2 separate regions of the Pan troglodytes genome follow, and region 2 is linked to region 1. Evidence: chromatin contacts called from public HiChIP or PLAC-seq data. All regions are on one chromosome and are shown on one strand. The core of a region is the stretch at or near the end of the contact, and the rest is flanking DNA. Distances in the headings are between cores, read along the strand shown. Region 1 holds the start of NTAN1 (N-terminal asparagine amidase). Region 2 holds the start of MARF1 (meiosis regulator and mRNA stability factor 1).

The links. HiChIP or PLAC-seq counts read pairs in DNA pulled down with a chosen protein or histone mark.
Region 2: an H3K4me3 HiChIP or PLAC-seq map of stem cell-derived excitatory neurons shows a contact between it and region 1, with 6 times the contacts expected there. The contact joins the promoter of MARF1 here to the promoter of NTAN1 in region 1. A contact is called at or near these places in 1 of 7 Hi-C or Micro-C datasets (stem cell-derived neural progenitor cells) and 1 of 1 datasets of contacts at active chromatin or transcription factors (stem cell-derived excitatory neurons).

The regions. Positions count from the first base shown.
Region 1 is chr18:17,414,988-17,420,109 of NHGRI_mPanTro3-v2.0_pri, reverse strand. It overlaps NTAN1 (N-terminal asparagine amidase), which reads right to left and starts at 1,908. Exons shown (of 10, transcript XM_510838.7): 1 at 1,723-1,908. The coding sequence starts at 1,803.
Region 2 is chr18:17,957,688-17,962,368 of NHGRI_mPanTro3-v2.0_pri, reverse strand. It overlaps MARF1 (meiosis regulator and mRNA stability factor 1), which reads left to right and starts at 2,542. Exons shown (of 26, transcript XR_010152287.1): 1 at 2,542-2,723. NDE1 (nudE neurodevelopment protein 1) reads right to left here and starts at 2,506. Exons shown (of 9, transcript XM_054668930.2): 1 at 1,814-2,506. The coding sequence starts at 1,866. MIR484 (microRNA mir-484) reads right to left here and starts at 2,446; the gene lies at 2,369-2,446.

The DNA.
Region 1 (5,122 bases), core at 659-3,158:
AAATCTCTCTCGTGCCTGCATCCTTCTTCACTTACACTGCCGCAAATCAAAGTGATCGCCCCCTTCCAAAGTTCCTGTAACACAAACTGGTCCCCAGTACACAGCCTTTCTAGGACATGTCTTCTTAAATAGGCCAAAACCTTCCTTCGAGAGAAGCAGCCCCGGTATGTCACCAAATCTCCCTCCACACTTAAGTGTGCAGCCCGGGACACCCATCTAACTTTCTATCACGGACATTTTCAAACAGACATAAAAGTAGAGCATCCCCTAAATTCTTCAGGCGGCTGAAATTATTTTTCCTTGGTGAGTCCTACTCCTGACTTCGCTAGCTAACAGGACAGTAACACAACGCAAGGATAAAGTGACACGCCACCACGCCTAGCTCGGTGCATGTTGGCTAACAGACGATGGTCGGTCCTGAAATGCAAGCTGTGAATCACACAGAGCTGTCTGCCTTCTCCCCGTAAGTCCTTGTCACCCTTCAGAACACGTTCAGGGGTCATTTTGTGACCTCATTTATGCAGCAAATCTTTACTGAGCGCCAATTCTATGCCAGGGACCGTCCTACACTCTGAGGATACAAAAGTGAGGACACTACTCTTATCTGCCTTCAGGAGGCTTACATTCTGGGGACAGACCAATAGAGAACAAACAAGCAAACAAAATAATCACAAACTGTACAGCTGTGACAGATGAAACCTCTAAATGCCTTCCCCAACCCAACACACTTGGTCAGGTTCCTGTGCTTCCCATCTCAGAGTGAAAGGGGACGCTTTTTCTTTATGGCACTTAACAGTTTATAGTATCTGAGCCTTCTTCATCAGAAACCATTCTCCCTTCTAGACTATAAACACTCCGAGGGCAGGGACAGTGATCAGTACGTTGCCCAACAGATATTAGGGGCTCGATATTTGACTCTCAAATCAAGGAACTGATTGATTCCCCTTTAACAGGATCTATGGCAAGTAGGACGTCTGCCCCCGCCGCCACGCCCCGCTCTTTTTAAAACCTGAGAACCCCCTTGCCAACAGTCCCTGCATAAGCGTGGACAAGAGTTCAGAGATCTATTTGAGCACAAAAGCAGAAAAAAACAAAAACAAAACCCGTGCATTAGGGCGTGGTCCTATGGCCCAGCTGCGGAAAGCAGGGCTCTCTCTCCCGGCTAAAAATAACTCGGCGCCCTACGCCCCGGGGGTAGGGGAGAGAGAGGAGGAAGGACTGGGGGTCCCCGCCAAGATCCCCCAGGCCAAACGCTCTCCGAAGCCCACCCTGGAATAACCTCCTGCTTCACGGGGACGCAAGGACGAAGCAACGTTCACCGCAGGCTGCGGGTCCCCGAAGGCGGGCGGCCGGATTTGCCTAAACGGACCCAGCCCTATGGGGGCTGCAGCCGCCCCGTCGGGGAATGGGGGTCCCGGCGTGTCCCCGAGCCGCAGTGCTGTGCGACCTTGGGCAAGTCACCTAACCTCTCTGGGCCCCCATCCCCTCCCTTGTCAGAGAGTGGCCTCCGGGGCAGCCCGCTGAAGTCTAAAGAAGGCAAAAACTCCCCGACCCCTCAAGGGGAAGACGCGAGCCGACGGCCGGGGCTCCGGATGTGCCAACAGCGCCAAGTTTCAAGTCTGTGTCGCGTGAGGCGGGAGGCGGTGGGGTGAGGGAGGCGCTCGCCCGCCCTGCAGCTTCCCCTCGGGCCCGCCCCGAAGCCCCGCGCCGCGACCCACTCACCTCCAAAGGCGGGTGGGCTCGGACGAGGTCCCCGGCTGACTGCGGCAGCCGCACTCGCCGCCCCTCGACGAGCAGCGGCATCGCTGAGGCGGCCGCCCAGACAGGCCCAGGGAGGCGGCGGCCCCCCCGCTCTGCAGCCCCGGGCCGCCCGCCGCCCCCGCCCCTCGGGCCGCGCGTCCCGCCTCGTCCTGCCCCGCCCCACCGCGGGCGCTGCCGGGAAGTGGAGTCCAGGCGGAGGCGGTGCCGGCCGAAGAGACTAGAGAAATCCAGGACATGGCCGCAAGGCCTCACGGGAAATGTAGTCCAAAGCCAGGAAGTGGCCCTGGAAGCAGCGCGCGGCCCGCCTCCTCCGCAAGGGGCGCTGGGAAGTGTAGTCCCAAAAGCGTGGGAGTGAAGGAGCGGGGAAAGGGGAGCTGCCAGGGAGCAGCTGCACCAGCCAAGAGAGCCTCCGGACGAGTTCCTGGGGCGGGTTCTGGCTCCGACTGCTGCGCTTTAGGTCATTGCTCCACGCTTCCCAGGTGTGTGACCTTCCACAAGCTTGAGTTTGGGACCCTGCTGTGCAGCTCCGTAGGATTGCATTCAATGAGTAATAATAAACCTAATCAGGCGGGCACGGTGGCTCACGCCTGTAATCCCAGCACTTTGGGGGGCCGAGGCAGGAGGATCGCTTGAGGCCAGGAGTTCGAGACCAGCCTGGGCAACATAGTGAGACCCACCCTCCCCCATACCCTCGTCTCTGCCAAAAATTTAAAAATTAACTGGGCACGGTGGCATGCACCTGTGATCCCAGCCACTCTGTAGGCTGAGGCGGGAGGATCTCTTGACCCCAGGAGTGGGAGGCTGCAATGAGCTATGTTTGGGCACTGCAGAGGGACACTCTGTTTCTGAAAATAATAAAAATAAGTGTAAACGGTCTTAAACTGAGAAAATATATCCTGAACTGTGCTAGCCCCACGTACTAAAGAGATCATCGATTAACACGTCGTGATTGGAATGCAATAGGCCACTCACAGGTGGGCTGGGAACCGTGGGGGAAGGATTTGCGGATACTGACTGCAGAGCCCCTAATCTGAGGACAGGTCCCCAAGGTGAGAGGCGTCTCACCGTGGAGCTCTCTTCTAAAACTTGGAAATATTGCTCAAATTCATCCAACTCTGCAGCACATTAACAAAAAGTAATTTTACAAAAGATACAGAGGAGCCACTTGATACAGCAGAAACTTTATTAGAATTTTATCATCTGTATTCATCGTCTTCTTTCATAAATCTCCCCCTCAGCTTACACACCCCGTTCAACAAAAATACCAGGAAATTTACTAAAGAAGTGACTGTAGAAGATGGTGTTCCCATCGCCAGGTTACCCAACTTCTCACCCAAAATAACTCTATTTCTAGCTACTAGGAAATTATTTCTCTGTATTATTACACCTACATTTCTCATTTGTCCTTACAAATGTAGGAGCTACTATCAACACCTCATTTGTCATTTGTCCTCACAAATGTAGGAGCTACTATCAACACCTCCGTTATAACAGATACAGTAACTTGCTCAAAGTGGCAGAAATAAGTAGTAGAACGAAGACTGAACCTAGCTTTGCATGATTCCAAAGGCAGTGCTCTCCATCACTATAAGATGCTCCTAGACTGTACTGTAAACAACTCATTCTAACGCAGGTGACATTAAGTAAGTCCCAACTAGGAAGCTCGGAGCTAAAAACAGGGTTTGAAACCAGGGTGATCAATGACCAGCAGGCTGGCCTGGAGCAAGTTACTTAACTTCCCTGAACTGGTTTTGTAGAATAGCATGTTTGTTTCACCTGGTACATACTAAACACTAAAGATAGCTATTATTGGAATTGCAGAGCAAAGAGTAGTCAATCAAAGTGAGGCATTTGGAAATGCAAAGGTGAAGAACAAGGTTCTGTGGGTTCTGCCTGGGGCTGGTGCAGTTTGCCTAACTGGTTTTTCACTTTTGGGTGATCTTTTTTCAAGTAATCTCAGGTTATCAATCTCCTAGGCTGAGTACTGTGTTAAAGGACTAAATGAGCCAGATAACAAGCAGGAAACCGCTCCCCTACCTCTCTTCCCACCCGGCTCCACAAATTTTGGTCTACAGGCAATGAGGAAGCAATAGCAGGTGTGTGGCCAGCACTGCGGCTCATGCCTGTAACCCCAGCACTTTGAAAGGCCGAAGGAGGACTCACTTGAGCCCAGAAGTTCGAGACGAGCCTGGACAACACAGGGATCCCTGCTTCTCCAACAAATACAAAAATTAGCTGGGCATGGTGGCAGGCCTGTAGTCCCAGCTACTCGGGAGGATCAATCAAGCCCTAGAGATCAAGGCTGCAATGAGGCACGACTGCGCCACTGCACTCCTGCCTGGGTGATTACAGCAAGACCGTCTCAAAAAAAAAAGAAAAAGAAAAAGAAAGCACTCATTACAATGTTGGAAAGCCTGTTTCTTTAAGATAGGAAACCAACCTGCCTCACAAGATGGCTGATGGCAAGGTTCAAAGAATATATACAGGGAAATATTTTTAAAATTACACTTTTTTGAGGCCAGACATGGTGGCTCACGCCTGTAATCCCAGCACTTTGGGAGGCCGAGGCAGACAGATTGCTTGAGCTTAGGAGTTCAAGACCAGCCTGGCCAACATAGTGAAACTCCATCTCTACTAAAAATACAAAAATTAGCCAGGCATGGTGGTGCGTACCTGTAGTCCCAGCTACTCAGGAGGCTGAGGTGGGCGGATCACTTGAGCCCAGGAGGCGGAGGTTGCAGTTGTTGAGCCGTGATTGCACCACTGCACTCCAGCCTGGGTGACAGAGTGAGACTCTTGTCTCAAAAAAAAGAATGATGAACATTATACAGAACCTTAGTAAATATTTAGTGAAAGGATCCCAATTTGTGTTTCAAATTTTTTAATGTAGAGATGGGGGTCTCACTATGTTGCCCCAGCTGACCTCAAACTCCTGGCTTCAAGAGATCCTTTTGCTGGCCTCCCCAAGTGCTCAGATTACAGGCATGAGCTACCACACCTGGCCCCAAATTATTAGATACATTATAAATCCTACTCAACCATCCAGAGTCAGACTGAAACACACAAAAGCATTTGATGGAAGAAAACATGGTGGAGCTTTGGATGTTTAATTAGTTGAAACAAGAAAAGTATGCAGTTGTAAACCAATGAACAGTTCTCAAGGCAGCCTGCACCTTCGAATCACCAGGGGGCTTTAAAAACCATCCATGTCCAGACCCCTCTTCTGGAGACTGATTCAATCAGAGGTTGAGTTGGTGTGTGATGTGAGCCTGGGCATCCTTAGTTTCTCAGCACTCTGAGGGACTGATTCTAGGGCACAGCCAGGGTTAAGAACCACCATCGTAAGCACTGCCCGGCAAGG
Region 2 (4,681 bases), core at 1,293-3,792, 540 kb before region 1:
GAAAAACTGAAAGTTACTTGTACTCTCTAAAGTTTTCCCAGCAAAGAAACAGGAATACAATTAATAGAGGATGCATACTTAAAATATATCTTAAGAGAAAATTTATGTATTTTGACTCATAATTGTCTCCTAAGGGCTGGTATACTTTGCTTAGGCTCCTAGTCTTTAGAAAACAGCAATAAAATTACATTTCTTTTAAAAGTATTTGTAATTCAGACTTTTATTAGCCTTCAACTTAATACGACTATTTTGTTTTAAAAAATTTTTTTAATAGAGACAAGTGTCACACCACGTTGCTCAGGCTGGTTTTAAACACCATGCCTCAAGGGGTCCTCCTGTCTCAGCCTCCCAAAGTGCTGGGATTACGACATGAGTCACCATGCCCCGCCCATTTTCAATCACTACATTTACTTGTTGTGACTAGTTACAGCTTTGGACTTGAAAGAATGCCAAGCTAAGTCAAACAAAATGTGTCTGCTTGGTAAAAAGGAATCTAAAAGAAAAATATACATATAAAGAAAATGTGGTCAGGCTCGTTGGCTCAGCCCTGTAATCCTAAAGAGGCCGAGGCGGGAGGATCACTTGAGGCTAGGAGTTCGAGACCAGCCTGGCCAACATGGCAATATCCCGTCTCTACTAAAAACACAAAAATTAGCCAGGCATGGTGGTGGGCGCCTGTAATCCTAGCTACTCAGGAGGCTGAGGCATGAGAATCGGTTGAACCCGGGAGGCGGAGGCTGCAGTGAGCCAAGATCCTGCCACTGCACTCCAGCCTGGGCAATGAAGCAAGACTTTGTCTCAAAAAAAAAAAAAAAAAAAGTAAAAAGGAAATGTGTCTGCATTCTTTAATGTTTTCTGGCTAAAAACTATTTTTTAAAAAAAGCAATTAGAAACCTACAATTACCTTGTTTCTTAAGATTTTTAGTTAATATGGCTTGTGTTGAAACATACTCAACTGAAATAAAATGGGGAAAAAACACCTCTGAAGAGTAGCTTATTTGTTTGGTACTTTGAAAAAAGCCAAAACGCTAGAAACGGGTTTTTCATCTATTCTAATCTCCACTTGGAAAATACTACCTATACACAGATATAATGAAGATTTTTTTCTTTTTCTTTCTTTTCTAAATAGTGATAGGGTTTCACCGTTTCCCAGTCTAGTCTCAAATTTGTAGGCTCAAGAGATCCTCCCTCCGTAGCCTCTCAAAGTATTGGGAATACAGGCCTGAGCCACTGCGCCCGGCCCACAGTCAAGATTTAGTCAGCAGTAATAAATACCTACGCAGGGAGAGGATGTGTGCTTGCCATCTGCCTTCTGGAAAATTAAATACAGGCACAAAGGATTCTTCAGCTACATGTCTGATCCTGCCCTCCACAATACCCGTCTACAGGGATGTTTACAGGGATGTGTTAATAATCCCCACGTAATGGGGATTGCCTATTGAAATAACCTCCCAGTAAGGATTTTTTTGGGCAAAATATTCTCGTTTGGCAATTTCGACTTACTGATTCTTTTGCAAAGTCAACTTGTTTCTGGGCAAACTTTAAAAATAAACTCCTAAGGTAGCATTCAGCTAGCAGCTAGCACATCCTAAATCGTGTCTAGATTTAACTTACACAATATGTGCTTTGCTTTTTTCCTAATTTGCAACAGAAAATAGTAATCAGCTGGTAGTTTCAGAAATCACCCTTTTGCTGAGTCTTAAATTTTTTTTATTCCAGGGAAACGTGAAGATTGTGGGGCGCTATTTTTTTTTTTTAAAGCAAACCACACAGCATATCTGGCCACCTAAAACACAAAGTGTTTGAAACTAACCGTAAGATCTCCTTTCTGCTCGCCCAATCTGTCACTGGAAACGCAGTATTCATTTGTAACCAGCTTTGGAGCAGGGCTTTTAAAAATAACGTTTTCTTGCTAAAGTCCCCCAAAATCTCTTGATTCTTGGTGGCAATGTCCAGTTGAGTCTTTGCACACACTGTATTTTTGCCAGCTGGGTCGCAACTTTGCGAGAACTCCGGGGGACCTCGTAGGAAGCCGGGTTGGCAGTTATTTTTTTCTCCATTTGCCACTAGGTTGCACTAGATTTAGGATGCTGGGGAATATGCGCCATTTAGTTTTTAAAAATAAAGTAGGACCATCACGTGACGAGACCCGAGAGAGGAAAAAAAAAAAGCCGAAGGGATAGGGTTTTTCATTGAAATCCCGTTCAAATCGCCTTCCCTCCAAAGCCTGAAAGAGCTGAATTCTATTAAATCCTGGTTGGCAGGTTTTTTCCTCGGGTCCACGTCACGAGCTCATTCTCCGCTTCAAGGTTCCTTTCGACTCCACAACGTGAAGCCAGGGGGAAGGCCTCCTTAAACTGGGGGTTTTCGCCAAAAAAGCCAGGGTCACCCCCCGGGAAAGTCCCTATTTAGGGGTTTATCGGGAGGGGACTGAGCCTGACGAGGCTGCAGGGCCGCGAGGCCCCGCCCCCCCCGGGGTTCCCAGCATGCCCCGCGCGGACAGGACGCGGCGGCGGAGGCGGGGCGAGGAAGGGGCGGGGCGAAGAGGAGAGAAGGGCGTCGGTTTTGCGACAGGGGCGGTGTGGTGCGGAAGCGGAAGTGGAGGGTGCGCTTGGCGGCGGCGGCGGGAGCTGCGGAGTCGGGAATCAAAACAAAGGGCCTGGGGGGGGCGGGGGGAAGGCGGCGGGGCCGGAATGTGAGCGGAGGTGGAGCCGGCGGCAGAGGTGAGTTTGCAGACAGTCCTGCGACCAGACCCCGGCAGGCTCTGCTCCGAGGCCAGCGGGGCGGGACGGAGGACAGTGTCCCCTCTTTCCCCGCTTATTGCTGGTGGGATGGTGGTGGAGAGGGGAGGTTGGCTAACTGGGACGCGCCAGTTGGGCCCCCCACGAAAGAGTTGGCTTGTCTCCCTTTCGGGTCCATTCACTACTGTCACTGTTGGCGCCGCTGTTCCCCTTCGAGGGCATTTGGCTCCCCGCCCGCCCCTGTCTGACCCCTGGTGGGGCCCTCCAGGAGTGAAGTGCACAGCTGGAAGGTTAAGAGAGAAGGAAAGGGGCGGGTGTTTTTGCAACACACTGCCCCGTCCCCGGCCGTTTTGCATTCCCCTCGGCCTTTTAGCAACACATAGGGTGTAGTCTCAGGGTTGACAGTGTCTAGGGCTTCAGCCACTCTCACTAGTAGTTGTAACGCGACCTCGTGATACACCTTTTAGAGTTTCTCAAGCACCTTTCCGGTATTACCAAGAGCTGTCCAATTGCATTTGTGTCTTTTGGACTTCTCTGAGCGGTAAATATTCTTCTGTTTTGCATATCGGTGTATTGAAACCTAAACTGTTTTCCTATTTATTAAGCTTTATTCGTTCAACAGTTTATTAAAATATGCCAGGCATTGTACTAAGGACAGGAGTTGGAATAGTAAATAAGAAAACATAGTCTCTGCTGTCATGGAGTTTATAGCCTAATGGGGGAGAAAGATAATAAAATAAGCTAAAAAGGCCGTTTTGGACAGAAGAGCTATGGGGGAGAAAACGGTAATGGGATGGGGTGGTGTGGGGTCAAAGACTAGATTGGGTGCTAAGGAAACAACATTTGCTAAATGTTCCCCGTGGATTACCTCATGTAATCCAAACAACGGCCTTGTAAGGTGGTTTCTATTATTATCACACCCATTTTAGAGATGGGATCTGAGGTTCAGAGAGGTTGTGAGTTGTCCAAAGCTGCACCGCAGTCTAATTGGAGACCAAAACGCAGACAGTCTACAGAGCCTATGCTCTCCTCATTGAATTGGTCAAAAGACTTGAAGAGAGTGACAGAAAGGAGACTGTCGCTCAAGTCAAACAGAACCTGCTTTTGGCTACCTAAGTTGCTTCGTGGATGATATTTGGGAAGTTTTCAGGGTGCAGGCACCTGAAAGTTTTTACTTTTAATCGCTTGTATTGAGCAGTATTGAAGGCACCTTGATGTAGTGGAAAGGGGTGAACAAGCCTAATTTTGTGTCAGGCTCGCTACAAAACTTCATTAAGTTTCTTTTTCTCTCTCTGCAAAAATGTAGCTAATTTCTCCCCTGTCTATTTCACAGGATTATTGCAAAAATTATATAAGAGGATCCCACCGTCTGGGTTTTTTTTCATCATTATATTCCTTGTGCCAAGCACAGGCCTGCTGCATAGTAGATACTAAGTAAATATTTGCTGAATGAAGACATAAGTAATGTTAAGTGAAAATACTTTATAAACTAGATAATACTGTGAATGTTAGCTCACTTTCAGGATTTGGCTTTGAAGAAGTTTGAGAGAATGTTTAAGTTATGAACACCGTGAATATCACAGATTCTTAAGATTTTGAGAGGAGCTTTTTGGGGACATAAAACCTGTATCTAATAGGAAAGACAAGAATCGTAATTTACTATCAGTGGTAGCAGTTAAATCCATCTCCAAATTAACCACTCCCAATAGTGTGTAGTAGGTAATGTTTACTTTGTATTTACAGAGTAGGGAGCATTTTGGTTGGCACAAGAGATACAGTGGTGAAAATAGACAGTGGGGTTCATTTATCTAATTTTTTTTTCTCTGTAATGCAGTGGCGGGGAGAAATTAGCCACATTTTGCATAGGAGGAAACAGAAACTTTAAAACAAAAATTTTTTTAGAGATGGAATCTCACTCTGTTGCCCACGCTGAAGGGCCA